Linked DNA regions of Mus musculus: regions 1, 2, 3, 4, 6 and 7 are each linked to region 5. A link is a contact called in public Hi-C and HiChIP or PLAC-seq data. All regions are on one chromosome and are shown on one strand. Each heading gives the region's core, a stretch centred on a gene start, on an enhancer-like site or on the middle of the called end of the contact. The rest is flanking DNA. Distances are from core to core; before and after follow the strand shown. Region 1 has its middle 48 kb from the start of D730050B12Rik. Region 2 has its middle 19 kb from the start of Gm30049. Region 3 has its middle 41 kb from the start of Gm41001. Region 4 holds the start of D730050B12Rik (RIKEN cDNA D730050B12 gene). Region 5 holds the start of Irx1 (Iroquois homeobox 1). Region 6 has its middle 8.3 kb from the start of Gm38580. Region 7 overlaps Gm38580 (a long non-coding RNA gene).

The links. Hi-C and Micro-C count contacts between places; a contact is called where the count stands out from the background. HiChIP or PLAC-seq counts read pairs in DNA pulled down with a chosen protein or histone mark.
Region 1: a contact with region 5 is called in an H3K4me3 HiChIP or PLAC-seq map of the SCID.adh cell line, with 8 read pairs. The contact joins the enhancer-like site here to the promoter of Irx1 in region 5. A contact is called at or near these places in 3 of 39 promoter capture datasets (hippocampal neurons and liver), 1 of 484 Hi-C or Micro-C datasets (cerebral cortex), 4 of 115 datasets of contacts at active chromatin or transcription factors (the SCID.adh cell line, embryonic forebrain, embryonic hindbrain and 1 more) and 2 of 9 other capture datasets (liver and pancreatic islet).
Region 2: an H3K4me3 HiChIP or PLAC-seq map of embryonic hindbrain shows a contact between it and region 5, with 4 times the contacts expected there. The contact joins the enhancer-like site here to the promoter of Irx1 in region 5. A contact is called at or near these places in 4 of 39 promoter capture datasets (embryonic stem cells, hippocampal neurons, maxillary cranial neural crest and 1 more), 1 of 484 Hi-C or Micro-C datasets (epidermal suprabasal cells), 5 of 115 datasets of contacts at active chromatin or transcription factors (embryonic forebrain, embryonic hindbrain, embryonic midbrain and 2 more) and 3 of 9 other capture datasets (embryonic stem cells, liver and pancreatic islet).
Region 3: a contact with region 5 is called in an H3K4me3 HiChIP or PLAC-seq map of the SCID.adh cell line, with 10 read pairs. The contact joins the enhancer-like site here to the promoter of Irx1 in region 5. A contact is called at or near these places in 3 of 39 promoter capture datasets (frontonasal cranial neural crest, hippocampal neurons and maxillary cranial neural crest), 3 of 115 datasets of contacts at active chromatin or transcription factors (the SCID.adh cell line, embryonic hindbrain and embryonic limb bud) and 3 of 9 other capture datasets (adipose tissue, embryonic stem cells and pancreatic islet).
Region 4: a contact with region 5 is called in a Hi-C map of embryonic stem cells, with 2.4 times the contacts expected there. The contact joins the promoter of D730050B12Rik here to the promoter of Irx1 in region 5. A contact is called at or near these places in 3 of 39 promoter capture datasets (hippocampal neurons, liver and pre-B cells), 3 of 484 Hi-C or Micro-C datasets (all in embryonic stem cells), 5 of 115 datasets of contacts at active chromatin or transcription factors (craniofacial prominence, embryonic hindbrain, embryonic midbrain and 2 more) and 4 of 9 other capture datasets (adipose tissue, embryonic stem cells, liver and 1 more).
Region 6: an H3K4me3 HiChIP or PLAC-seq map of embryonic hindbrain shows a contact between it and region 5, with 7 times the contacts expected there. The contact joins the enhancer-like site here to the promoter of Irx1 in region 5. A contact is called at or near these places in 6 of 39 promoter capture datasets (3T3-L1-derived adipocytes, cranial neural crest, liver and 2 more), 13 of 115 datasets of contacts at active chromatin or transcription factors (craniofacial prominence, embryonic basal ganglia, embryonic forebrain and 9 more) and 2 of 9 other capture datasets (adipose tissue and pancreatic islet).
Region 7: an H3K4me3 HiChIP or PLAC-seq map of the SCID.adh cell line shows a contact between it and region 5, with 18 read pairs. The contact joins the enhancer-like site here to the promoter of Irx1 in region 5. A contact is called at or near these places in 7 of 39 promoter capture datasets (3T3-L1-derived adipocytes, cranial neural crest, embryonic stem cells and 4 more), 9 of 484 Hi-C or Micro-C datasets (the NIH/3T3 cell line, embryonic stem cells, liver and 2 more), 10 of 115 datasets of contacts at active chromatin or transcription factors (the SCID.adh cell line, craniofacial prominence, embryonic forebrain and 7 more) and 2 of 9 other capture datasets (embryonic stem cells and pancreatic islet).

The regions. Positions count from the first base shown.
Region 1 is chr13:72,766,894-72,770,709 of GRCm38.p6, forward strand. No RefSeq gene overlaps it. Among named protein-coding and RNA genes, the nearest start is that of D730050B12Rik, 48 kb to the right of the region's middle. Within about 2 kb of position 2,443, at least 9 of the 459 cell types and tissues checked have an H3K27ac peak or open chromatin away from gene starts, as enhancers often do. A contact at or near this core is called in the SCID.adh cell line, where this site is marked.
Region 2 is chr13:72,957,288-72,961,185 of GRCm38.p6, forward strand. No RefSeq gene overlaps it. Among named protein-coding and RNA genes, the nearest start is that of Gm30049, 19 kb to the left of the region's middle. Within about 2 kb of position 1,959, at least 17 of the 459 cell types and tissues checked have an H3K27ac peak or open chromatin away from gene starts, as enhancers often do. A contact at or near this core is called in pancreatic islet, where this site is marked.
Region 3 is chr13:72,708,706-72,712,507 of GRCm38.p6, forward strand. No RefSeq gene overlaps it. Among named protein-coding and RNA genes, the nearest start is that of Gm41001, 41 kb to the left of the region's middle. Within about 2 kb of position 2,021, at least 13 of the 459 cell types and tissues checked have an H3K27ac peak or open chromatin away from gene starts, as enhancers often do. A contact at or near this core is called in the SCID.adh cell line, where this site is marked.
Region 4 is chr13:72,814,717-72,818,631 of GRCm38.p6, forward strand. D730050B12Rik (RIKEN cDNA D730050B12 gene) reads right to left here and starts at 2,047. Exons shown (of 4, transcript NR_046196.1): 1 at 1,888-2,047; 2 at 6-110.
Region 5 is chr13:71,962,249-71,966,217 of GRCm38.p6, forward strand. Irx1 (Iroquois homeobox 1) reads right to left here and starts at 1,475. Exons shown (of 4, transcript NM_010573.2): 1 at 965-1,475. The coding sequence starts at 1,240.
Region 6 is chr13:72,607,494-72,611,307 of GRCm38.p6, forward strand. No RefSeq gene overlaps it. Among named protein-coding and RNA genes, the nearest start is that of Gm38580, 8.3 kb to the left of the region's middle. Within about 2 kb of position 1,413, at least 6 of the 459 cell types and tissues checked have an H3K27ac peak or open chromatin away from gene starts, as enhancers often do. A contact at or near this core is called in trophoblast stem cells, where this site is marked.
Region 7 is chr13:72,570,130-72,574,078 of GRCm38.p6, forward strand. All of the region lies in intron 7 of Gm38580 (a long non-coding RNA gene), which reads right to left. Among named protein-coding and RNA genes, the nearest start is that of Gm38580, 29 kb to the right of the region's middle. Within about 2 kb of position 1,927, at least 10 of the 459 cell types and tissues checked have an H3K27ac peak or open chromatin away from gene starts, as enhancers often do. A contact at or near this core is called in the SCID.adh cell line, craniofacial prominence and neural tube, where this site is marked.

The DNA of each region.
Region 1 (3,816 bases), core at 1,193-3,692, 810 kb after region 5:
TCCCCAAGATGTGGCTGTCGGAGAAAGATGGGTATTACCTCTGTTCTGACCTCGCCGAGGCACTGTGAAAACAGGGAGACACCATGTTCCTAATTAGTTGGCATGGGGAAAGGAAGCTGGCTCTTTTAGAAAGCTGTAAAGCCGGATGCTGACATGTTTTACATTGTCTGTGAATGGAGTGATGTGCTTGTGTGTTTGCACTGGGGTGGGGGTGTCATATCTAATTCACTTAATGTGCCTTAATATGGGCTCTTGGCTTGCTGCCAGCAGTTTGCTCATTTTCTCTCCAACCCGCCACTGAGCATCATCCTGGACCTACATAAGCAACATCCTAGAGACGTCTCCACAGAGAGAGATAGAGATGCTATCAGCTCTGGAACAGTCTCTTCTCTTCTCCATGGATGTCTCTGAAATATATACTCTCTTCAGAGAGTAGGGTTTTGTTCTTTAGCTCTCAAGGCCGGCCAAGCTGGGCATTTCTAGGCAAGCCACACCCTTCCAGATGTGCATCTGCTAAGGCGCTTGCTTGTGTTCTCTTTCTCTCAGATGACTGGAGCATGCTTTCCACACCGAGCCCGACTTCAAGTTCTTCCTGTTTGTTAATTAGGCTCCAATTTGTTCTCGGTGCCAAAGTTTCAAGCCTCCTACATTCTTTACCCAACTGTTTTTCTTTCCCATCAATCATCTGTACCTGGATTTAATTAAGTGCTCATAAAATGAGCAGAACATTGTGAGATGTGCTGTTAAGACATGGATAAGGGAGGGAGCTATGGAGGGAGGGAGAGGGAGAGAAAGGAGAGTTAGGAAGAGAATGAGAAAAGTAAAGAGGAGGAAATAAAGGAGGGGAGAAGTAGAGAGAGGTGGGAAGAGAGAGATAAGAAACAGGAAGAGGCACCATTGGATACATGGCAGAATCATGAGCAGTTTTCATGAGCAGCATATTGATAATTTAAGTAAATTAGCAACCATCTGATGCCAGAATTCCACATAAAATGACTCCCTAAGATGCATTTTCAGAAATCTGAAAATTTCCCAAACAATTACAGGGAGATCTGGTGACCAAAAAAAAAAAAAAAAAAAAAAAATCTTCCCATTAACCCTTAAGGCAAACCCAGGAAGCTGATCTTGCCTCTAATCGATTTATGTAAGCCAATTTTTAGTGAATTTCGTAACCCTAGCCATTTTACATACTGCGAGCCAACTGAGTGGGCCCGGAGGAAGCTCTCCTTGAGGTGGCTGGTCTGGGCACATCTGCATGAGGTGCAGCTCACTCCCTCATGGTAGAGACCCCAGGACAGAGGAAATGGATCAGGGGCTGCTCTTTGCAGGGGAACCTGAAAATCCTCAGAGCAGTGCCATAGAGAATACATGGGCCAAGGCTGTTAGAACCTTTTGTCTTCTGTTCTGTTTATGGTTCTTTTTCTGCTTACAGAGAGCACTAGAGGACAAGGTTGTGGAGAGAGGTGGCTCTTTTTACCCACAGTGATGGAAGACTTATGGTGGGTGTCTCTATGAACTGACATGCCAATCCCATAGACTGACAATGGAAATGATCCAAATACTTATTGTAATTAAGCCTAAGAATTATTCAAAGTAACAAACCTGTTTATGGTAAACACTGGAGACGTGTCCTGTGACATCACTCTCATTAAAGAAAGTGACTTACTCACATAACTGTAATTGCTTAGTAGCAGAAATCATATCTTCTGGTGCTCTTTATCCCTCCCTCTTTGCTCCCTTGTCCCAGCATGCACTGCACACATAAGCACCCTCTTGCACACATAGACACACATAGAGGAGTGCCCACAGGCTTCCTAAGGGAACTCAGTGTAGACGATCCATTTCTGAAGTCACTGTATGACCACAGGCCTAGTACGGCTGACTGGGCAAAATGTCAGATGACCTTGGCTGACCATGAAATCTTCCTGGGAAGTAGAAAATCAGACTCCAGCCCTACAAAAACCACAAACTGAAGATGCTCTCAAACAGAGCAGTGGGAACCAGAGACTTCACTCAGTTGAACAGAAAGCCTATCTAGTTTGTATCTTAAACACTGGTTACTCTTATCATAATTGTTTCCTATGGGTAACAAGGCAGAAACAATTAGTCTTATGCGGGCTGGTGGCACACCTGAGAATACATAATTGAGCCATTGCTTCAGACAATGTCCTTAAACATGGCTGACACACGACAGGACAAGTACAAACAGGAGCAAGCTGGCAGACAGGAAACTTGAAAGAACATTCTGGAAGGTGTTTTGCTGGAGGGGCTATTCCACCGCCTGAGCACTTCTGGGTCTTATCCCGGGAGGTTGACCTGGCCAACGGGTGTCACATGGTTTCCTCTGTGGTGTTTGCAAGGTGCCCAGGAGGGACAGTTAGCGTTTTTTGGTGCTATCAACTCAGAAGGCAATGTCGTTCCTTGTCTCTCAGGAGCGTGGGCAGACACTGCTGTTCCAGATTCAGAGCAAAGGGTGCCATCTGCTGAACCAAAGGCTTCATTTCCTGCAGCTGCAGCTGATCCCGGGCAGACTCCCAGCTGGGACCTCAAGGGGCTCTGTGGTTCCAGGGAAGCAATGGGACACAGAATGGAGGTAGCCAAGAATCAGCCATGGTGTCGGAATGATAAAGCGGGGTGGGGGATGGGGCTTTGGAAGCAGATGTCTTGTTTTTTGCTACTTTGGAAAACGGTGATTACACAAATCTGACAAGTAGAGTCCACCTCACTGAACCAGCTGTGGAGAGGAATGTCCACCCAGATGGTATGTGTGAGTGTGCATGTGTGTGTGCATATATGTGTGTGTACAGGTGTGCATGTGCTATGTATGTGTCTCTATGTTGGAGTGTTGTCTATGTGTCTCTGTGTGGAAGTGTTGTCTATGTGCTCTATGTGTGTTTGTTATCTGTGTGTCTGTCTGTGAGAAGAGCTGTCTGTGTGTCTATGTATGGATAAGAGGGTGCTGTCCATTTATCTGAGTGTGAACAGGTGCTGTCTATCTGTCTCTGTGTGTGTGCTGTCTATGTATCTGTTGGGGGTGTCTGTGGGGGATTGGTGCTGTGTGTGTTTCTGTGTATGTCTATGTGTATGCGTATGTGCTATCTATGTACCTGTGTGGGGGAATGGGTGTTATGTGCCTCTGTGTGTGGATGTGGTGGTGGGGGGAGTGAAGCTGTGTGTGTGTGTTTGTGTGTGTTTGCATGTGTTTGCATGTGTCTATGTGTTTATGTCTGTGTGTGTGCTGTCTGTGTTTGCGGGAGGGATTCTGTGTGTGTGTGTGTGTGTGTGTGTGTGTGTGTGTGTGTGTGCATGTGGCTGTGTGTTTATGGGGGCCTCTATCTGTGTCTTGTGGGGGGATGCAATGTATATGTCTGTGTGTGTAGTCCAGGGAACTCTTGCAGTAGCCTCCTTGTTTGTAGTTAGTCACAGGTGCTAGCACTGCCTCACTCAGCTGCCCCCGTCTCTGGTGGAGATGAACATGGTACTCTGCTAGTGAACTCTGATCATTCTCTCATTTTATTATATATTAAAGGGGTACCCAGTATTAGGCTGACTGGCTCAGTGGGTAAAAGCTTGCTGAAAAATCCTGACAGCCTGAGTTCAGTTGCATGGTAGAAGACAAGAAATGACTTCCACAGTTATCCTCTGACCACCATATTTGTGCTGGGGCATGCATGTGACACTCTCACAAATACACATGATAACAAAAAAAAAAAAAAAACAAAACATTTTAATGCCCCCCTCTGGGAAATAGGAAACAAGTTAGGATCACTTTGCTTCATCTTTGTGTATGTGAACAATTCCTGTACAGTTTGCTGA
Region 2 (3,898 bases), core at 709-3,208, 1.0 Mb after region 5:
GCCCCAGAACCTACAGGCAGAGTATGTTCCTCCGTACCTAGTGAGCAGGCAGAGACTATGATTGCAGACTGGGGATGTCAGTTGTCCATTTTTTTGGTGAGCCTTAGAGGCCAAAAATGGCCTCCTCCTGGTCTTCCAGGGATGCTTCCCCACATTTTAATACAGTGTGGCCTCTGGTACCACTTCCAAGCCAGTGCTAATAATTCTGCTGTAACTTGATAACATTAAACCAAAGGTTGTGACCTATTTTTTTCCCCACAATAGGCTAAACCAGTGGTTCTCAGTCCATGAGTCACAATCCCTTTGGAATACACATACTAGATATCTTTCATAACAGATATTTACATTATAATTCATAACAGTAGCAAAATTGCAGTTTTGAAGTAGCAATGAAATAATGTTATGGTTTGGGGTCACCACAACATGAGGAACTATATTAAAGGGTCGCAGTATTAGGAAGGTTGAGAACCACTGGCTAACACATTTCCCTTCAATTCATACATTGATGCTTTAAGTCCCAGGACCTCCTAATGTGGCTCTATTTGGAAACCAGTCTTCAATTGCTGATTAAACTACAATGAAATCGATAACATTGCCTTCACTCAATGGAGGGCCTGGTGAGAAGACCCAGAATGTGGGAACAATTGAGACACCACACAAGGTCACAGGGGAAAGACAAGCCACATCTGTAAAGACACATCTGGTCCTCACCAGGACAGGAGGGAACAAATGTCTGCTGTTGCTATGCTGTGGTCGCCAAGCTGATAGAGGTTTGCAGTGATGTCTCTGTGTGCATTCACATAAACTGGGTGCTTCTGTCCCTTCAAACACATGCTAGTTTCTAAGTCATACTATGAAGAACACGGAAATGTGTGCCTCATCCCTTGGCATACCAACACATGTATAAAATTTTCAAACTATTTGATCAGCATATGTCACTCCAGAAAGACGTGTGTGTTTATCTTGCAGATGAGTGTGAAAGGCTCTGCACCCACCATGGGCATGCAGCTCAGAAGCCAAAGATCAGATGAAAGAGGAAGCACAGAGGTTACACCCTGGGGACAAAGTATAAGCAAGACATGTAAAACCTCCCGGCCATCCAGAAGAGCCATGGAGAAGACGACATTCATTATGTTGGTTTCATGCAGCCGGCTTGCATATTAAAAATGAAGAGGATCTGAGCAAAATCAGAGTCCGAAAAGGCCAGCTGCTTTTCTTGCTTTTGTTCCTTTGCAAAGCAGCCATTGATAATCAACACACAAACAGGGGGTGGGCCCTGTGGTCAGTGCACCCTTTAAATAGAGAGAGAAGGTAGTGTCAGGCAAAGCAGCAAGGGTCCCCAGTGTTCTTTGGACTGACCTTTCTGTAATTGTGCATTCTGGACAAACAGACTGCAGGCACAGGGCTGGGAGGGTCCTCCTCCCTCCTCTCAGCAAAATGAGCTCCCCTTTTAAAGTGAAAAAGCATTATTGATCAAAGAGAGGGGTGGCTCCCTATGTAAAGAAGGCACAGCTGGTGTTGCCCCGTGCCTCATGCAGGCGACACCGATGCCCCCTCTTATTAAAAACTGGCCAGATTGCATTCCAAGTCCAGCCTGCAAAGTTAATGATAAGCTCACAATAAAGCCCCAACATGGATGTGAGCCTTGTAATACACCCTGATTACTTGCGTTTTCATTAGTGGCCGAGCAGCGGGCTGGCCGGATGGTATTTGACACACAGACGGACGCTCCCAGGCGCTCTGCGCAAAGCAGCCTCACTTCAAAGTCTTTGCCCTGCTGGTTTGGTTTACACCTGAGCCAATTAGCTGGGGAGATCAGAAGAGGCCTGAAAATGGAGCTGAGTCCTTATTTCTGGGTTGGAGAAAGTCACTTGATCCCAGGTAAAAAGATACCAGGAGAACAATAGCAGAGAAAGTGAGAGGGGATGGGAGCAGAGGGTGGCGGGCACTGTGTACACACAGGGAGAGCCCAGGACTGGCCAAGAACAGGCTGGAGCGAGGCCTGGCCCTCACTCAGGGGGTTTGTTGGGCTTTTGTTGGCAACAAAGGGGCTAATTGAAACGAAACAGTCTGCAGTCTGTTTGTTGGCACATCAAATATGCTGTAAGATATGCTGATGCGTGCTCTCCCTGAATTATTGAACATCACAGCTTCCAGAAATAAGACAGGCAGGCAAGGCTGAGAGAGGTGCTGACAGGGCCACACTGCTGTTTTGAAGGCCAACTGCCTGGATGCTAAGGTGCACCCCAGTGCTGGGGCACTTCTGGGTTCCCCTGAAATTGTGAAAGGCACCAAACCCAGGAGAGAGAGAAGAGCCAGCCTGTCAGAGGAGAGCTGGTGTGGCATTATCTGCTGGACCAAATGTTCCAAGCACTTCTGGAAGAGTACATCTTTGGTGTTGGGAACAAGTGAAGTGGAACCTGCTGGGTCAGAGCCCTGTCCTGCAGTCACTAAGCCACGAAACAGAAGAAGGAGCCACCGAAGGAAATGGCAAAAAGACAAAAAGACACATTGTGAGTCATTTTAAAGCAGTTCATGAACATGGGCATGCTCCCTGTATTTGTGAGCCTGTGTTCCTATGTGTGCACAATCCTGTTGCATAGATGTATGTGTATCATAGTAAGGACATCCTCAAGTCCCAGGGGCCAGAACACTTGTGTGGAATTAACCTGGGCCTTGATGCAGTGCTTCGTAGGTTAAGGTATTTTTTGCCCTTCAGTGAATAAGACTCATACTTTCCTTGTACTTTGCAAAAGAATGTCTCCTTGGGATCCTAAGATATCGTTCATGTCAGGAAATAGAAGATATGACTGAGTAGTCAGAAGTCACTGTGCAAACCCAGGACCCTCTCTCTACTGAGCCTTGGAATGCAGGCACAGGAGTTACTTCCATGGAAGACAGAAGGATCATAGTCTAAGGGCCCAGGCAACAAAGCCAGCCCGAAACAAGGCATCACCAACCAGAGGTCTAAACATCAGCCCTACATAGGGCAAATGGTGAACAGAGCACATGTGACTAGCGACACTGTATTGAAGCTCCTAGGATTTACAGTGCTCTGCTGGTGATTTGGCCCAGAGCCCTGGAGGCAGTGGTTGCTTGAGATCAGAAACATTACCTGACTGCCAACTGAGCTGAACCTCACACCCTGCACCCACCTCAATGAACTGAAATGGTACATTTGATTTTCATATGTAGAATGCATATAGACAAGGCCTCTTCTTCTTAGTGTTTTGGTAGGCACAGATACAGACAGTATTGAGTGCCAGGTACTATTCAAGTTCATCTTCCATGCTGGTTTGGATGCCTGCTTCTTCTCCAGCCTTGGAAGCAGCCTTCAATATTAAGTAGACTGGATGAGATGAGATGAGATGAGATGAGATGAGATGAGATGAGATGAGATGAGATGAGATGAAGTTGGAACCCCACACACAGCAAGATACAATAGATAAGCCATAGATGGACTACAGGAAATAAAATGTACATGAATGGAGCAGAAAGCAAAGATCAAGGTGAGCTGAGATGCCTCAAAGATCTACAGAGAAGACCTATAGGGATCTGTCCCATAAGGAGGGCAACTCCTTCCATGAAGAAGAGGAAGAAGAGACTGAGTAGAGTCTGAGGATAAGAGTCAGGTCTAGCAGAGTCTGGAAACAGGTGATGAGTGTCCTTGCATGGAGCTAGAGGTCTCAGGAAAGAGTCTGCCATTCTCAGTGACTAGCTGGAAGCTGCTCATGGAAGGGTGGCCCATTCAGTATCAGTGATGAACTTGGATCATGAAGGTTGAGCCGTCTGTTGGTGGCATGCTTTGCAACTGGAGATCTGAAAGGAGCATCTCGAAGTCTGTTATGAACATAGCTTAGCTGACACTAAGGAAGACTAGAGAAGAGGAACCGAGGAG
Region 3 (3,802 bases), core at 771-3,270, 750 kb after region 5:
CTAACAGAATATGCTTCGGGTTACTGTAGTGTACAACGTTGTCTGGCAATGATTCAATAAGTTAAAAGTGAGAGGCATGTTTAGTTAGAAGGCAAACAGCCTCCACTGCAGTATCTGGGAAGGGACATAGAGACACCTCAAGTCTTACCCTCTTAGCTAGGTCAGGAGGGCACCAACTTCCAGGTGCGGAACAGCAGATGCAGCCCAGCCCAGAAGTGGAAGAGTGAGAGAGGTGGAGGGTGAGTGTTAGCATTCCTTCTAGGCTCCACCCCACAGTTACCTGGCAACAGCCAGGTATGCCCCTCTTCTCTCTCTGCCCCTTCTCTCTCCATTGACCAGTCTCTACTTCTTTACTCCTCTACACACTCTGTCTATCTGTTTGTCTGTTTGTCTGTCTCTCTCTGTCTCTGTCTCTGTCTCTCTCTGTCTCTCTCTCTCTCTCTCTCTCTCTCTCTCTCTCTCTCTCTCTCTGTGTGTGTGTGTGTGTGTGTGTGTCTACTCCCTTCCCAATTCTCCCCCCCCCCATATCCTAAATAAAGTCTATTCCATACTATATCCGTTGTATGGCTGGTACCTTAGGGAAGAGATGGCTCAACATGGTCCCACAGAGGCACCCCCTTCTCTAGCACCATACCTTGCCCTACCAAACATATTCCTGGATTCCATTTTCTTTTTTATAAAACAAAACAATGAGCTGCCCCACCCCGCTCCCCACCCCACCCTCGTGTTTTGGCTCAGTGTCCATTTCTGGCAACTCACCTTCCACTCAATTCCCCTACAGTTCCTATCCTGGGCTGAGGAGGACTGGACATCCCTATTAGGCTTATTTTCCAGGGTGAGAGAGGACTGAGCAGGACCCCAATGTCTCTGCTGGGGGGGGGTGTAATTTTATTTCTAGAGGGAAAGACTTTGAAAGCTCATCTAGGTCTTGTCTTTGGTTGGAAACCATGAATGGTTTCCAGGATCTGACCTTGTAATTACCAGGAATTGACTTGCAGAATTCAATAGATTGATCTTGTGATCTTTCAAAAATCCACCTTTCTCTATACACCTGCTCTCTGCTAGTGAACAGTTTTAGATACATGTGGATTTTTTGAAAATGTCTAACGCATACAGGCTGCATACTGCCCCCAAGAAAGCCAGATTATCAACAGGAAGACAAGGTTCAATTATTTTAAAAACTAAAAATTTTGATGACTCTTTAGGAGGTTACATTACACTAAAATGAAGAGACTGAGATGGCCCATATGAGGAGACTGGGTTGGCCCATATGAGGAGACTGAGATAGCCCAGATGAGAATGGGACAGTGAGTTTCAGAGGCCAATGAGAGGCTATTCACTGAACTCACACTGTCTGCCCTAAGTCAACCCTGCTTTGCTGCTGGCTCTCTCCTCCAGGATCCCGGACAGTGAGTTCCTGTGCCTTCTGGGGATGGGGGTAGCTGAACTAAGCAACCAGCAACCTCCCTGAAGTAGGGAGCCCTTTGCTCCCTAACTTACAAATGTTAAAACCAGAAAGCAATTTAACCAAACAGTGACTGAAACCCAGGGTGACTCATTTCTAGCCACCGCTGCTTCCGGATTTATTTATGTCGCTGTTATTTATAGATTCTGACTACTATCATCAAAGACACTTCAGTCTTAATCATTTTTTTATGGAAGCCTGGATGTCACACATAACACTATTTTCATAAGGAAAAAATCTCCAGGCAAATACAGCTCAAACGAGGTTATAGTATAGGAAGGAAGAAAATGAAAGCACTATTATTATCTCTAATTTTTATTTTGGGGTGTCACGGGCCCCCTCGCAGGCCACAGACCACATGGTGGTATCAGCTCATTGCTCCTTTCTCAAGCAAATGGTAATTTTTCAAGGACGGCAGAAATTAGAGCAACTCTTCTGCCTCCCCGATTTTTCTTTCTGAAAAACCAATGAAAATGCAAATAGGCCGGGTGCTTTTGTGTGAGAATTCTCCCCCAGCTTTATCGCCTCTCTCACTCTGGCCATGGAATCCAATTACATTACCCGTGGTCCAAGTGCAGGGCCCAGGGCAGTATGGGGGAAGCTGGAAAATAAGATGAGAGGCCACCAGTCAAATTCTTTTCTCTGCTTCCAGGATGTAACCACGAGGAAGCATGGCGTCCCTTTTACCTCTTGCAAAAGAATTATGAGCCTTAAAATTGAGGTGGGAGAGACCTCGGCCATTTAGACGCAAACTTGGGCATCTGAAAGAAGATGAAAATTCCTCAGAGAAAGTTGAGGCCCCTCTGTGGTTCTCGAACTTGAAGGTCCTTGTTTCCGAGAGCTGCCCTGTGGTTTTGAAGCTCCATGGAGCATGCCTGAGATGCTGGGTACTTAATTACTTAGATCTCTGTTTTCAGGATGGAATTTCTCCATCCTGGAATCTCACACGGGATTCCAGTACCGACCGGCCTGCATCAAAGTGGCCCTCCGAAGAGACTGAGGCCCTCCGTGTGCGTGACGGAACAGCTCAATCCCAGGAGCTGCTTCCCCAGGACACCCTGAGAATGCTCCTCAGGCAAGCAGGGAGTGTTTACATGATCGTTATCAGCAGTAACTATTATGGCACAACCATCAATTAGCTCTGTACTTGCAAAATAGCACCTGGGAAATCTTCCTCCACAAACTTGTTTAACCTTTTCTCTCCCCTCCTCCAGTGACAGGCCAAGATTTACAGTTTTTAAGACTCAGAGCACCTGGGTTGATGTTATCGCTGATGAGATGCCTGGGAGAGGGCGTGCTAGTAAGACTTGCTGTTCATTAAGAAAGAACTTTACCCTAAGAGCAAATTTAGTGTTTCCACTAATAACATTCTAGACAACGATTAATTTTGACAAGGCAGTCCAGATTGGCTGCTCTGAAGGCTGTGAAGGGCCCATCTCTCTATCTCGAACCCACCTCTGATGGGGGCCAGATAAAAATGTGGACTTTGTTACCAACAGGTGTGATACTTTTAGAAAAGGGAGCCCGGAACCACTTTAGGCTCACCCAAACCCAATCACTTAGTTAGTGGACATATTTCTCAGCCTGTAAAATCTGGGTTCACTGTGCTCTTAAAAACAAGAAAAGATGAGAGAGAGAGAGAGAGAGAGAGAGAGAGAGAGAGAGAGAGAGAGAGAGAGAGAACCACAGCAGCCACCGCAGCTCACCCACAACCCTGGTTCTGACCTGTGAGTTTCTAATATTCCTTTCCAGCCACTCCCAACCTGACACATCTTCATTAGCCCAGTTATTAGAGAGGGTCTGGCGCACCACATTGTGTGGTAGTTGGGTGATGAAACCCAGGCTTATTGGAAAGATGTAATCTGAGGTCCCTGTTTGTAAGGAGCCGTAGGGAGTGTGCTTGTGTGCTCATACTGTAGAGTCATGTATCTTCTTTCATTCAAAGCTGTCAGCTACATAGCTCAGACTCCAGATAGCCATCGGATTAGCTTTAATGGGCTTTTTTTTTTCAACCATCATTGAGGTACAGTTGAGACTCTATAGGCTTCAGTTAAGGATTGCTAAATTTGGCAGTCTGGACTCTAGCCACAAAGGTAGCACAGTGAGAGCATGTGACACATGTTTGCTACTCCCTTGCAGAGTCCTGGTTGGTGTCACTCCCAGGTTTCAGCCTTAGAAGAATATGTAGAGTCAGTGGCAGGCTACACAGAACCCCTTTCTTACCCAAATGTCTGTTCTAGACTGAAAGAGTTTTCCATAAGTATAACAAGTTTAAAATCAGCAAGACTGGGGAACATAGAACTTAAGGCACCTCAAATCAGCTCATTGGGATTTTTA
Region 4 (3,915 bases), core at 797-3,296, 850 kb after region 5:
CTCACCTTCGTGGTGCACCTGCTCGGGCTTCTCCACTTCCAGCTCTGGTTCCAGAAACTGCTTGCCTCAGTTTCCCCACAGTCTGTCTCTCAGGGACCACCCCAGGTCACCTGCAGGCTTAAAACGTGAAATAAGAAAAGTGGGGTGCTCACTTGGGCCTGTGGAATCAGGGATGTGGAGGCAACAGAGGAGAGGAGGGCCGCAGGTCTAGGGCGGATTTAGCTGATGGTACTCTTAGGTGACAGTTGCCTTTTCTTAGTTCTTTGCTTTCCTACTCGTTCTCATAAGTTCACTAAAGATTAAAAGCCCCTTTCCATTCTTTCCTTTCTTTTTCTTCTTAAAGGAAAGTTTTGTCTTCCCCCTCCTCCCATCACCCCACTCCTGGTCTGCCAGCTTTGCTTCTTGCCACAGATTGTCTTAAACCTTTTCCTTCTGCCCTCTTCTCTGGCCCTTCCTGCTGCTCTTTTTTTCCCACTTTTTGAAAGTTAAAGTTATTGAGAGCCTCTTGGCTGCTGCCCTCCTGCAGGGCGCTGACAATGGGTGAGGCCAGGTCTCTATAGAAGGCAGGCTGCAGGATAGCATCCAGCAAGAGGGAAAAGAGGCAGCCTGAGCCCTGGAAGCCCACAAAGGGTCTCCCCTTGCCCTTTTGCTCTTTCCAAGGGGGGCAGTGGGCTGTGCCTAAGCCAGGCAACCTCCACAGCAGCCTGCCTTTTGTAGAGAAGGCTTCCCAGAAACCCCAGCTCCGGATTGAGTCTGCCCTACACCCTGCTCTGTGCTGAATGCCTGCTCTTCCCTCCCCTCCCCTCCCCTCCCCTCCCCACATCTGCACCAGTAGCAGCCTCCAGGTCCAGCCAGCTGCTTGTGCAAGGGGGCAGGGCTCCACCTTGTCCTCAAAGGGGCTGAGATAAAAGGATTTCTCCCATCCAGAGGCAGGGTGCTTTGTGAATGTATTGTTATTTTTTACTTTGCTCAGACTGTACCACAAGCTGGACCTTAAAACCAACAGAAGGCAAGCTGACTGTGGACCCTGAAGGAGCCAGTCCCTGGAGATTGTCCTTCCAAGGACTTTGCTCCAAGAGCAGTCTTCTGTGAATCTGTAGCTTTTGCCTGTGAGTCTGAGAGTCACAGGACACACCGACCCAGCTTTGCCTCCATGGACGCTGGGTCATACTCTGTGGACACATGTTCCCTGCCCTGTGAGACCTGGTGCACCCCAAACACACACACACAAAACCAAACAGAAAAATAGCCTTCCTAGACCCACCACACAGGCCACTGCTGGGACTTTGAGACAGTTATTAAGTCTCAGGAGCCAGAGGGAGGCACCAAATAGAAACAGTCACCCTCATCAGAAACACTGAAGAGGAAGGCTCAGGAGCGACTTTAAACAAGTTGTTTTCTCGGCTGCTCTTTGTGATAAGGGACTCCCTCACTCGCTGTCAGCTAGTGCCAGATGCTGTAGGAGAGCAAGGCCCTTGAAGGAGGCGCAGCCTCTGAATTATTGATCAATGATTAGCAAATGCAATCGAAATTGTAGACTTGATGTTGTGCAGCGATCCATAATTTATGAGTGGACAAAATAGGAGGTAGCGGACGTAGCAGTAGGTGATTTCAGCTCCCATATTGATTACTTAAAACCACAGGAGGTAAGTGTACTGTGACAAATGAACAAAAGCCGACAGCTCCCCGGCTGTCCATCAGCGCAGCCGCGAGCTGGGGAATACTGCGCCCGCGGAAGCAAATGCATTGCCATTGTGTCTCTTTGATCGGTGTGCTGTTCGACCAGACCAAAGGACATATTTGTTTATAATTTATGTATTCTCTCTATAAAAGATTGATAGTGGCCTATTAGATACTCTGGTATCTAAATATCCAGGTAGTTTGTACCTGCGACAGCTGGCGAGGTGTTGTGAAATAATCCAGGTTCGCAGCGGCCGAGAGATGTGGGCGCCTTTCAAGAAGTCCACGGACAGAGACAGGTGCAATGTGAAATGTGCTGAGTAGAGGTTACAAATGTCCGATTCTCACCGACAGTAGCTGGTAATCTGGGGCAGCGTCAGCAGGTGAAAGCCCTCGTTTTCTGGGAAAGGGCAGAAAGGGAGATTCGGAGAACAGTCTTTGATTCCTGAGCTTATAGAATGTGTAATCATAGTCGCAGTTCCAAGTGTGACAGGAGGCAGGGAGGTTACCTAAGGGCAGCAGTGTTCAGTGGGTGTGGAGGCGGACAAGGAACAGGGTCGGGAGTCTTTACAGCTGTCACACCGAGGTGGGCAACCCTGTGGCCAAGGAGAAGAAGCCAGGAAGCTATAGAGGAGCACAGATCCCACAACTGGCAATCACTGACGGGACCCCACAGCTACCTGCTAGTTGTTGATCCTGATAGCACTCAGTCAGGGGACGGAAGCAGCAAGGGGAAGAACAGGGTGTGACTTCCTTCTTGCCTAGGACCTTAGCTTCAGCGCAAGCACTGCTACGTAGTACTTAAGCTTGGCCACTCTCTGACACAGGCCTGTTCTCCTCTACCCTCCAGCCCAGGTTCGTAAGTGGGGGCCCTGAGGTTCACCTCTGTGCATTGGGACAGACCTGGTCTGGCCATGTGTGGAGATCCCTGAGACAGGACACAGAATCAGTGTGGAAGTCACTACTCATGCCTTAACATTGTCGGCTCGTTCAAATGTGACAGATGTCTCTAAGAACTCTTATTTAGGTTTAGACTTACTGTCTGTGTATTTGCTTGCCTGTTGTCTGTTTTGTTTAAATTTTAGAGATAGATTAAAAAACAACTCGGGGAACTGTACCACTTTCCCCACCCCTGAGTTAACAAAAAATAGAGTTGGAAATAGGGAGAAAGATGTTTTAACTCACTTTGCTGCTTAAGGTCTACAAACCCTTAAGAAATGCAATACTGCAAATGACCTTGGCCATCCTGCTGAAAACACTGCTCCTTAGAGCCATTGTGAACCTGTGACTGACTGATAGAAAAACATCCTTGAATTAAAAGGGAATTGCTCCCAGAGCCTCCCAGATCAGTTAGAGACTCCTGCCCTCTATTGTTGTGAAAATGTAAAACAAACAAACCGAAGGCTGTTCTCGCTGCAGCCTCCTGCTTCTGGAAGTAGTTTCTAACTAAAGGGAACTCTTTGGAGCCAGAGTTTACAGAAAGCAGCTGCATACTCCTGTCCTAATTATTGTAAGAGCCAGAAAACCTAGACACCTGCCTGGCACACCTGCCTCATGAACCTCTGAGCTTTCAAAGATGGAAATAGGCCACACACCACCACCCTCCCAGCACCCTGCAGTCTGCACCACAAACCAGGACCCACCTCACCACACACGTGGCCCACACATACACAGTGGCTTGGGACACATATACACACACCACGCACCACACCATGCCTGGGCTTCTCCCACTGTCAGCACTAAAGGCTGTGGCTTGGGAATCCCGAACCACAGTAAATACTGTGTTGGGCTTTGCTTGGTGTCTAAGGTTCCCTTCCTGCATGTCGAGGTGAGCCTCTGCCTCAGGACCTGTGTGTGCACCAAGCCTGTAAAATACGGAGAGCGAACTCATCAGTCACCTTTTTAGTTTCTGAAAATTCTCACCCAGGTTCCCGGCATCCGCAGCCAAACTTCTCTGAACAGCAAAAGCCAGCCCTGACTGCCTTCCAGGAGCTCAGTGACCAGACTCTGTCATAGCTCAGCGGGTGCCATCACTAGGACTCTGTCTTATTTTGAAAGAGTTCGTGGGCACCCTGGAAGACCCCACAAGAACTGGCCACATGCTGTAGCTGTGAGGTGGGAACAATTCTCCAGCTCACTCCCTAGGAATGTGGGTCTAGCTGGACTTTGGGAAGGTGGGGGAACTCAAAGAATGTCGCCCCAGATTCTACCCCTTAGAGTCTCCATGTTGAAAAT
Region 5 (3,969 bases), core at 225-2,724:
CCAGTGCCCGCCTCGCAATTTGCTAGCGGCCTCAAGTTTAAGCAGCCCGACCTTTCCGTTAAACCAAGGAAAAGTGATCATTCGGAAGGACAGACAGGCCAATACTCCTGTGGAGAATTAAATTTAAACACACACCCCCATCTGACACCCACTGGGACAGGAGATCGGAGAGCACCATTTATTTTAAGCTCTGGGACACTGTTCCTTTAACTCTCCCTTATGTAACACGGGAAGAAAAGTGCTTTTCTTTCGGCTCAAATGAAAAGTTTGGCAACTTACGAAAGTAAAGGCAAACACCGTTTCGGAAGCCAGAATTTATGTCAACTTAGTATTTCTTAGCCCCGATTCCTATGGTCCCTACACACTCCATTAAGAGACCTCTCTGCTCTGCTGATGTCTATTGTTTGTTGGGATGTTTTTGATCGACTCCGCTAGGTTTAACCGGTTCCTTTTGGCAAAGTCTAGGGCAACTATCTCTGCTCTGCCAAAGAGGGAGAAGGAAGGTCTTCTGGGCCCAAGGGAAAGCTCTTGCGGCGCTCAGGCGAGGCCGGCCGCCAGGTTAGGGCAGTGTTAGTAAAGCGGCCCTGGCTGAGGGGGCCCGGCGGGCCTGCCCTGTCGCACTGGAGGAGCCTGGCGGTTTTGCCCGGGACCTCCAGAGCCTGCCGCGGTCTCAGGCCTTCTCTGGAGGCTTCTCTCCACTAGCGCGCAACCCGCTTTTCGACTCCGGTCTCCAACCTCCCAAGACCACAGTGGTCACTGCCTGGGCCTCTGGGCACTCCCGAGTCCCCAGGGAAAGAGGTCTCCGCCACCGGATTCCCTCTGCAGGACCCTTCTCGTTCCTTTCCCAGACACTGCCTGCGGATCCTCTGTTTCTCTGTTGGGCCAGCCGCTCCCGATGTCCCCAGGCGCGGTGATCTCCCGTGGGTGCGGGCCAGGAGGACGCGCGGGAGGCGGGAGCACTCACCATCTGCGAGAAGAGGCTGAGGTCCGCGGCATAGGGCAAGAAGGCGCTGTAGTTGGGTGCGCCCGCGTACGGTCCCGCCGCGGCATACATGCCTAGCACCGAGGTGACCGCGGCCGCTCCCGCGCCCGCTCCCAGCTCCGCAGTCCCGGGACGGCCCGACGAGGCGGCGGCCGCAGCAGCCGCGGCCGCAGCCAGCACCCCAGGGCGCTCTCCACCATAGGCGCCCGGGCCCGCGGCGCTTAGGTATTGCGGGTAGCCCAGCTGCGGGAAGGACATGTCCGCGGGCTCGGTGGTGGCGGAGGGCAACACTAACTGCGCGGGCAAGAAGACCGGCTGGCGATCCGAGGAGGCGCGACTCGGGGGCTGCGGGCCGCGGGCCGGGCGCGCTCCGGCCGGCCCGGGGGCGGGGGCCGCTCGCTGTTCCTCGGCCCAGTGCTCGCTGGCGGCGCCCGGCTCCCGGCTGCGCCCGTATCCGAGATCGCGCGCCGACTGCGGCGGCCGCCCTCCGCTCGGCGGCGGGGCTCTCAGACACAATTTGAAGTTGATGCTTTGATTGGCATCCCCTTGAGCACAGGCCCCGCCCCTGGCTCCCCTCCCGCCCCCTCCCTGCCTCCAGCCCGCCCTCGCTGGCCGCTCCCGCCCCTCACGGCGAGCACGTGGTGCCCCGCGCCCGCCGGGCCACCTCCTCCTCCGGTGGGCGCGCACGGCCCGTCTGCTGGTGTGGGTCCGGAGGCCGCAGGCTCCTTCCCAACCAGCCCCCGCGGCTTTTGACAACCTGTCGACACCGGTTTACAGCTGTCTGACACCCGGTTTTGCAACGGAGATCTGTTCCCCCATCCCCTTTTAACAAAAGCAACTCGGGGATTGCGTTTCTACAGCTGGGGTGGCAGGGAAAGAGGCCTGGGGCCAGGGGACAGTCTATAGCGAACAGCCTTTCCTCTGTGGCTGGCTCTGCAGCACCTCCATGGGACATATTTGGCTGAAGTGTTCAGATAAATCTACGCGTGGCTTGACACCTCGGATACAGGGTGCGTCGTCTCTCTGGCCCCACTTGGTATCAACAGATACTCTGGAAATTGCTGCCCCCCCCCCCTTGCACTTGGAGAATCGGGTTGTGGCCGGCCGCGCTCTGTCAGCTTCTCCAAATATAAAAACTTTTAAAATGGGCAAGCCAGCTGAGAGGTCGCTGCCTAGCGGAGGAGAGCTCCTAGAGGGTGGGGGAAAGAATTGTAGGAGGGGAAGGACCTTCGCAAGGTAAAAGAACTGGCAAATCTTGCCCACAGTCATCTACCACCCTCTTCCAGTTTGGGAGAAGCCTGAAAGGCCTGGGCTCCTGCGTTTGTCCACTAGGTGTGCAGACGCGGAGAGTCAACACGAGTGGAGCTCAGGTACCTGAGGTGGCGCTGCGACTAGCCAGTCCAACAGGACAGGACAGCCGCCAGTCCCCTGTCTTTGAGTCTCCCACGACACCCCCCCCCCCCATCCCCGCCCAATTCCTATCTCAAACGCTGGGAAAATAAGAACCAGGCAATTTGAAAGCCAGGGGCCTGGCTGCTCTGTTCTCAGGGCAGACTTGAAATGCTCATTCCTCTCTCCTCTCTCAATCAGTGCGGCTGACCAGAGAAAGATGCTTCTGCTCATGGTGCCCTAGATTGGTATTGGAAGTGCAGAACCAAAATGTCCAGAGACTCCTAGTGCCTCGTTTCTTGCTGCTGTCTATAATGTGGCAGAGGCTTGAGTGTGTCACATCACACGGTGCTGGTGGAGCTTCACCTTCAGGGTCTAATTTCAGACTCAGAGAATTAAGGGGTACAGTGACAGGTTTGACAGAGAGCCCCAACATGCATACTGGAATGCTGCTGTCCAGGGCCATTGGGACCCTGGACACCAGCTAAGGCACACTTGCTTGCCTGGTGTCTCCTGCAACATCAGGAAGTCCTCACTTATAGGTCTTGAAATCAGATACTAAACCTTGCCTGTAATTAGGCACAATACAGCTCTTAAAAGTAGTTACTAATTACTAGTGGGAAAATCAGGTAATCTTCATTTTCTCTGCTCTGGGTTGGATCTTCTCACTTAATCAGGCTGTTTCCTCCATCTGACCCTGCCTACTTCATGACCCCAACACCCCTTGGAATGTCAGGACCTGCTTTCCTGCTTGGATTTAGTCTGGAGGGTACCCCAAGGGAACCCCCAGAGTTCTAGCTTCTGAAGCTCCTAATTGTGACCTCTTCTTGGTTCCCAGCTATTCAGTCATCTTGTAACCAGAATCTTGGGACCCTTATCTTACATCCTCCAAACAAACAAACCACTGCAGGGAAGTTCTGGAGAAGAGCGGTCTGACCATTGTTCTGGCTCAGTGAACCCAGGACTCACTTCAGATGACAGGTAAATTCAGGAAAGATAAGCCCTGAGCTGTTACCTCAGAGAAGGAGGGAGGAAGTCAGTCCAAATACATCTCCCTACCAGTATGTAGTGGCAGAGGGGTTACCGCTTGTCATTACTCCCACAACTGTCTGCTTGAGTTGCAGGTGTTGGGCCTCCTGCCTTAGGTCTATTAGACTTATTTGGAAAGGGTTTGGGAAAGAATTGAGAATTGGGGACACTTTGTCCTCACACCCACTGGCCCACCATTGCTACTTCTCGCTCTATGTAGGTCTCCTGCACCAAAGACAGGAAATGGGTGGAAACTGCAAGATAATTCCAGAGGATCCAGCTGGGCAATTTTGGTAACTTCCCTTGAGGACTGGGTAGCAGCAAGGGTGTGGACTCAGTTGGGGAGGTGTGGGCAAGTTGGCTGTTCTTTGCCACACATCAGGGATGCAAGAAAGATACCTGAGCTTAAACCCAGTTCTGGAAGGTGCTAGCGGAGACTATGGGTCCTTCTCTCTTTCTCAGTGGCTCCTAACCCCAAGCTTGAACCTCTAGGGGTGGGGAGCAACAGGGAGGTGTAGAGAGCAATGTGAGGAACAAAGGAGAGTCATAAAATGACCCACAAACCTGCA
Region 6 (3,814 bases), core at 163-2,662, 650 kb after region 5:
TAACATAGACGCATGCAGAAACGTCCTCCCCGGGATGCAAAGTGAGCAGAGTGCCACAGAAAAGCAGGAGAGTGAGTTTCCATGTGCCTTCTGCTCTCTGAGAGTCCATTTTTTTTTAATTTGCAAATGTTCATTTTAAGTGGACTGTCACATGTAAGAGATGGATCTAAACATCCAACAAGGGGTGTATCTAAAACGCAAAAGGAAGCTGGGAACATATAATAGCAATATAAAGATGGCATTTATAAACAAAGGACACATGATTGGTAAAAAGCACATGAAGAGGTGTTTACTGTGGTGTCAGATAAACACGCATTAAAACTTCAAGAAGTCCCAGGTACAAGCCTACAGAGAGAGAGAGAGAGAGAGAGAGAGAGAGAGAGAGAGAGAGAGAGAGAGAGAGAGAGAGCTAAAGCAACAAAGCCTGAGAAAGCTGCACTGGAAAGAAGGCAGAGCAGGTGCAGCTCCTGCTGCCCAGAGACCTGGCCAGAGCCAAGTATACCACGGCAGCCCTGGGAAAGGCTCCCCAAATGCAGGACACAGTTGTTCCTGAAGACCCAGGTCTCACAGTTCTCACAACCTACCCAAGGGAAATGAAGGCACATTCCACACAAAGACATGGAGGCTCACGGCCTCTTGTTACCGATTCTTTAGTGAGTCCACTTAAAATCATATCCCAGGCCAGGAAGATGGCTCAGTGGATAAAGGCACTTGCTGCCAAGCCTAATGGCCTGAGTTCAATCCTCGGAACCTACATAGTTACAGGAGAGACGTGATCACACTGATTATCCTCTGATCTCCATGTGAAGACTTGTATACACATACTCATAATAAATAGAGGACATTTAGAAACCATGTCTGGATAAGAATGTTTCAAGAACTATATATATAAATACAATATGAGAGAGGTCAGGACTTTACTAAGAGGGCATGACCAGTTCAACACAGCCATGCTCACAGGGTGAAGCTGGAAAATGCAGCCTCAGGAGTGAGAGGAGGAAATATTACAGGTGTGTATGTATGTGTGTGTGGGGTGGGGGGGGGGGGAGAGAGAGATCATGAGTGTGTGAATGGCATGTGTGTGTGTATAGTGTGTATGTGTGGTGTGTGTTTTGTGTGGTGTGAGTGTATGTGTATATGGTATGTGTGTGTGAGTGTATGTATGTGAGGTGTGTGAATGTGTGTATGTATATGTGTATGTTGTGTGCATGTGCCTGTGTGCGCGTGTGCGTGTGCGTGTGCGTGTGCGTGTGCGTGTGCGTGTGTGTGTGTGTTGACGCACAGGCCCATGACAAAGGAGGAACTCAACAAAGAACACCATAAAGTGAAGCTAAGGGCAGAGGTCATGAAGCCACCCGGGCAAGAGCTGAGGGGCCAGGGGAGAGGGAACGATTCTCGCTAGGGCCTCGAGATGGCGCCAGACCCATCTGCACCCTTACTTGACCTCCCACCTCTAGGACAAAGAGGGCAGTCTGTAGCCTTAAGCCACAATTTGCAGTAAATTCTTACAGAAGCCAGGGGAATCTTAACTTGATCAATAATCTTGAAGTCATTTACGGTAACAGTATAATTATGTGTGATTTATGTAAATGAGTGTTTGATTCCTATCGCAGCACAGCCCTGACTGACTGACTTGTCCTGCAGCCTCTTAGCTTCCTCCTTCCCCCTTCTCCTCCCCCATTCCCTCTTCTTTCTTTTTCTCCCCACCCCACCCCTTCTCTTTCTTCCTCCTTTTTTCCTCCATTTTCCTCCTTTCTCCTCTCTCCTCCTCCATCTTCCTCTCACAGCCTGGAAAGTGCCCTTTTTCTGACCAAATAGGTATCCTAGTCCAGGGGACCTGACTGCTTTGTCCGGAAGCCTCACGGCCTGCGTCCATCCACTTCCTTGTGCTGTTTCTGTTTCCTACCCCGCCCTCCCGCCTGCCTTCAGTCTCACACACTTTCGCTCAGAAGGTGCGTTCAGTTTTGCTGATGACCTCTAGTTCCCACGCAGCTGATTTCCGACTCGTGTCATTATTGATTCCATGCTGTGATAGCCTCGCTTACCATTTGAACTTTTGGAAAATAATTAGAAAATAATTTTGCAAACTAATTAGGTATCGTTGTATGGCTTTCAATGTTTCTTACACATCAGCTTTCTTTGATGAACACACACGAGCACGTGCACGCACCCGAATGCACAAACAGACTGCCCGAGACCTGGATCCTCCTGGCACTAGAAGTGATGTTGATGATCATGTACGCTGCATGATGTTGGTGGTAGGAACCAAGCTATGGCCCTCTGTCACTGCAACAAATGTTCTTAATTGCTGATCTATCTCTCTAGCCCTCCTTTGGACAGTTTTCGATAGCATCTCACTATGGAAACCAGACTGGCTGGAAATCACAAAGATCTAACTGTCTCTCCTCTCCTAAGTGCTGGGATTACAGGCCTGGGGACCATGCCTAGCCCTGATTTCAAAACAGGCTTTAAAAAAACTGAAGACTAACAGTTTATGTGTTGGCACAAATGTCTTCACCAAGACCTTGGTCAGTGACTGATCTGTTCTTCAGAACTAAATGGAATCTACGTTTCTTATTTTGATAGGAAGAAAGAAGCAAACTGGAGACCCCCTCTGACAAGAGCAGACCACTTGGGCTCAGGAGTGGTCTGGGAGCATGACCAACTCAAAGGAATGTGAAGTACTCAATGTAAAGCCCTCCCCCTTGGTGCAAGCCCTACCTACCCATCTTTCTGTACTTTCCATAAGTCAGCAAAGCCCAAGGGACTTTAGTCAGAGCCACAGAAAGCCAGGCAGGTGGGCAGAAGGACAAACTAAAGCCCCTAGGGACCAGGTGCACCCTGGCTGCCCCACCCAACCACCTCTGTCCTGGACCCTAAGGCTGAAGGACTTAGGAATGAACACCAGGCCCACTAAGGATGATCTCTTCCTCTGAATCTGGTTAAGAACAGGTTAGACTAGCTGTGCTCTGCAGCACCTCTCACCTGCATCTGAGGTGTGGAGACCGGAGGGCACATTCCAGCAGTGTGGAGGCAGGGGTCAGGGATGAACTGAACTGCAGTCAGGCCTTGCACAATAGGCTAAGGCAATCAGGCACACAAGCTCTGACACCCCGGAAAACCCAGGCTAGTGTGTAGGTTGGCTGCAGAAGGCTGGCATGAACCCCCAGATCCCTGTGGTAACCCTAACCTGCTCCCCACTCCCCCATGATAGGATGAGATCTAACGGAGCCCTTAGGGTGGACCCTCCCTCACTCCTGATGCATCTTCATAAATGGGATGATCAGGATTCACATAACCCTGTGAGGTCACTGGAAACCAAGGAGCAGAAATAGAGAGCTACCCTCCTGCTTCAGGAGACTCCAACCCTGCTGAAGCCCCAGCCTTGGTCCTGCAGTTTCCACAGATGTGAAAAAAAATTAATGCCATCACTGAAGCCATCCGGAAAATGGGGGCTGTCCTAGCAGCTGTGGCTGACTTGAGGCAGTATCAAGAGGGCACTGTTAAACTAGTAGAATGGGGCATTGTGCTTCCTGTCCTGATCAGACCTCTGCTCTAGGACTAGTGACTGGGGACAGATACAGGAAAAAACTTTCACCTGGAACATAGGGAAACAGGAAGGTGAGGGGTGAGGCTGGAGTTTGGGCAACCCTGGAAACACCATGGGGATAAGAAGAGAATAAACTCCCTAGAAGTCATGGAGCGAACATAAAAGACGGCAGGTAGCAAAGATTGGCCTGTTGTGAGCATCCTACCTGGAGACAGGACACCTATGTCCAGGGGTCTTGCTGCTTTGTCTCTTGCTGGCAGCAGC
Region 7 (3,949 bases), core at 677-3,176, 610 kb after region 5:
ACAGTGCCCATAGAGGCCTGAAGAGGGTGTAGGTCTCCCTAGAGCTAGAGTGACAGGATTCTGGACTGCCTGACATAATGGTGAGAACTGAACTCTGCCCTTCTGCAAGATCTGTTGCATGTTCTTGGTTCATGATTCATCTCCGTTCTCCTTACTTTACTTCTTTTTTTTAATATTTTTATTATTATGTATTTTCCTCAATTACATTTAGAATGCTATCCCAAAAGTCCCCCATAACCTCCCCCCCACTTCCCTACCCACCCATTCCCATTTTTTGGCCTGGCATACCCCTGTACTGGGGCATATAAAGTTTGTGTGTCCAATGGGCCTCTCTTTCCAGTGATGGACGACTAGGCCATCTTTTCTACTAACTCTACAAGTCACTGTGATACACTGAGGGTTTTCCTAGATCTCTGAGGTGGAAAGTCCTTTCAGTAAACTCCCCTCTCAACTTGCATCATGTTAATGTCACAATAATTTTGTGTCATGCCTGGGTACAGGCTCCTTGGATTTCTCCTGTGGATGGCAAGTTATCTCTATATCGCCATACATATAGCTATAGCCAGTGAAATTGTGGACAGGCAAATGATGTGTGTATATGTGCTTGTGCATGTGCATCTATGTGCGTGCGTGTGTGTGTGTGTGTGTGTGTGTGTGTGTGTAGGAGGAATAAATTTTGGTAGAAATAACCTCTGCTTGAACCCTGCCAACACTATAACTCTACAGAGCCTCAGATTTAGAAGTGCTTTACACAGGACATGTTAGTTTTTTGACAAATGGTCAAGTCAAAACTCACTGACTGTTGACCCTCTTTGAAGAAGTTGTGGGCATCCGTGGTAAACTCATGGCCGGAGGAGTGTGTTGAACAGCAGACGGTCTACCCAAACCCTGTTATGCCTAAACTCCCACCATCCTTCTGCAAGATTGCCTGAACTAGATTCAGGAAGAAACATGGAATTAACAATTTGACAAAAAGACATCTATGTGCTCAGTCTGCTGTCAACGGAGCCCTTTCTTGTCTTAAAGAGACTATTGGCTACTCGTTTTCCAGTCTAAGTTATCTAGGAATGAAGATGGCTGTCTTCAATCACTGGAAATAAAATCAGGTGATGGGAACCTCTTCCGTTGTCAAACATGCATATGGGTTGCTTCCCTCAGCAGAGGTGTGACATAGGAGATTCAGATGCAGACAAGTAACTGGAAACGGGCGTCTCTCCATTGATGCAGCAGTGTGACTGGGCTGTTTTATGCCACTTGAAATCAAATGGTTTAAACCTTGACATCTTCCTATTTAATTACTGATTTGTTATTAGTATATTGGACAAAAAAAAATGGTCTATTGTGAATTTGGTGATAGTGACAGGTGAGTCTTTCCTGCTCTTCAGCTGCTGAAGCTCTGTTCTTACCTCAAAGTAAAACTTGAGTCTGCAGTCTTTCTGATCTGCAGACCTATGAGAGTCAAGCTGAGGTTTAAGTGTGCCATCCATTGTGATGTATGCTTGGCCACTTGGCTGTCTCTGTGTTGAGTGAGATGTCCTCCTCTTTCATGAAGTGTTCTTGTGAAAATAGGTGAGAAGCATCCATCTTGCTTGTCCAGGAGCTGTGGGAAAGCCATGAGGCTAGAAAGAGGCAAGGCAGTCACTTGGGGCTGGGAGCTTAAGGTTTCAGTGGAATTTTCGGTTACCGGCTTTGCAACATCTGTAAAAGATACCTAAGTTCAAACAAATCTCCAAGTAGGCGTGTTGGGCTAACTGCAATCTTAAAACTGCGTTTTCTGCTTAAAGGCAAACAGTAGGAAGAAGTGCTGTTTTCCAGGGCCGCACAGACCAAAGCGCACACTGAATCCTAGTAACTGTTCCCTTGAGGATCAGGTTGAGGAGCTTGGAAGGAAGCAGCCAGAGTCCCTGCGAGGCCTTTCCTGGGTTATCTGGCTTTGAAAGGATCATGTTCAAACCCTGCAAAGATAAAAGGCATCCTCCACAGGCTGTGAGCCGGACCCTTAAACATTTCCATATGACAAAGCCTTCTCCTGAGGCCTGACCTGCCAGGGAGCCAGCCTGCAGATCTGAGGGCTAGCCTGCTTCTCCTGGCTCCTCGCTCCAGAACAGTAAGCAAGCGAGCTTTTGAAAATGACTTTAAAATGCTTTCTGTAGGGAAATCCTAATAAGCGAAACAAGTGCATGAAAACATACACATGGACTCTTAGTGGAATTTTTAGAATTTAAAAAACAAAAAACAAAAACAAAAACAAAAAAACAAAAGTGGTAATATGTCTTGTAAAATTAGGTTCATGTTGCCTTCCTGGGACAAATTTATCAGAGGTTATTTATTTATCAGGAGTTATTTATTTATCAGGAGTTATTTATTTATCAGAGGTTAATTATTCACTTCATTTCTGTTTATTTTTCAGCTTAAACGTGAAAGTCAGAAACAGAAAATCTGAGAGTCCACAAGTCATCACAGGAGTCATAGAACTTAATAGAGAGGGAGGGTATAGCACTTTGACTTCCGACATTTCCCACTTATTTTTCCTAATTTTTAATTTATTTTTCCATTCATGCTGAAAGCCAGACATTAAAGGCAGCCCAGGATTATCCCTGTCCAGGGTGTCACTTCTATCCTCGTCTCTGACATTGTCTCTCAATAATTTTCGTTGACAGACAACAGACTCTTTGAAGTAGTTACACAGCCTTGCAAAGCTATTTCCTTTAAAATGGGTCCTTGCAGAAGCATTTGCATAACCTGCCTGTGCTCCTCCAGTCTCTCTGTTTAGAGTTCCTAGATGAGAGACTCTCCAGGCACCCACCATAAGGCTTCTTTAAAGGGCTTCAGTTCAGCAGGAAGACAATGGGCCTTTACAATGTGTGTAAGAGGCTCCCAAGGGTGAAGCCGCCTGGGTGACTGTCTGAGGACAGGTGCAGAGGCAAGTCTCTCCAGGAACCCTCAAGGCCTGGTATCACTCTGGTTGCCTCCTAGACCAGGGAGGACTCAAAAGGAGCACTTGAGGTAGTGGGAAGGTGGGTAAGGGGAGCACCTAGCAATTGACATAGCTCCAGCACCCATCCCTCCACAGTCAGGTGCACCAGGCCTCCATTGCTATCTCTCTAAAAAATGGGCTCCAGCAACAAGTTTGCCTTTAGAACACCAAGAGGTCCCTGCTGTAATTGACAGGCCCTTCAAAGTCCACAGAGCTCCTGTTCCTTGCCTATGCTACCTGGGGAATGCCGCCTGCTGTCTTGCCAGGCATATCTGAACCTTTTAGTTTAAGTCTGGAGGAAGACTAATCCACAAAATAAAGGGGAGATGCTAAGCATTTTCTGTTGAACAATGTATCATCGACAGAAACAGGGTTAAAATGTGGGTCTTGCAGTCAAAATACTGAACAAAAACAACGAAATCACCTTCGTTTATTGAGGGAGCATACGTTTTCTACCCACATATGTTTCGAAAGATGGTAAAGTTGCTTGGTTTTTGTCTTTAACTTAAAGACCCAAAGGGAAATCTTAGCAGCTCCCTGGAGAAAAGAATATATCCACCTTAAAGCTTTCTTTTGGTATTAGGTTTTAAAACAGCCAATTAAGCATGAAGGGAACGGTTTAGACAATGGAAGGATAAATTCAACATACCTCAGCATCAGATCTATTTCAACACCACAAAACATTAGTGAGTATTTGTTGAAGTTAAAGAATTGACAGGTATGTAAGAATTCTACAGTGAGACTTCATTGTTCCTGTGAGTATAGCCCTTACCTCCTGCTGCTGAGAGGAAAAGGACACAAGCATGTGCTCAGACACACACAGAAGCACACATACATACACACATGCAACACACATGCATGTACACACATAAACACACATGCAAACATACACACATGCACACACAAAGACACATACCTGCACACATACAAATACAGTGCATATACACATATATACACATACACGCAGGCATA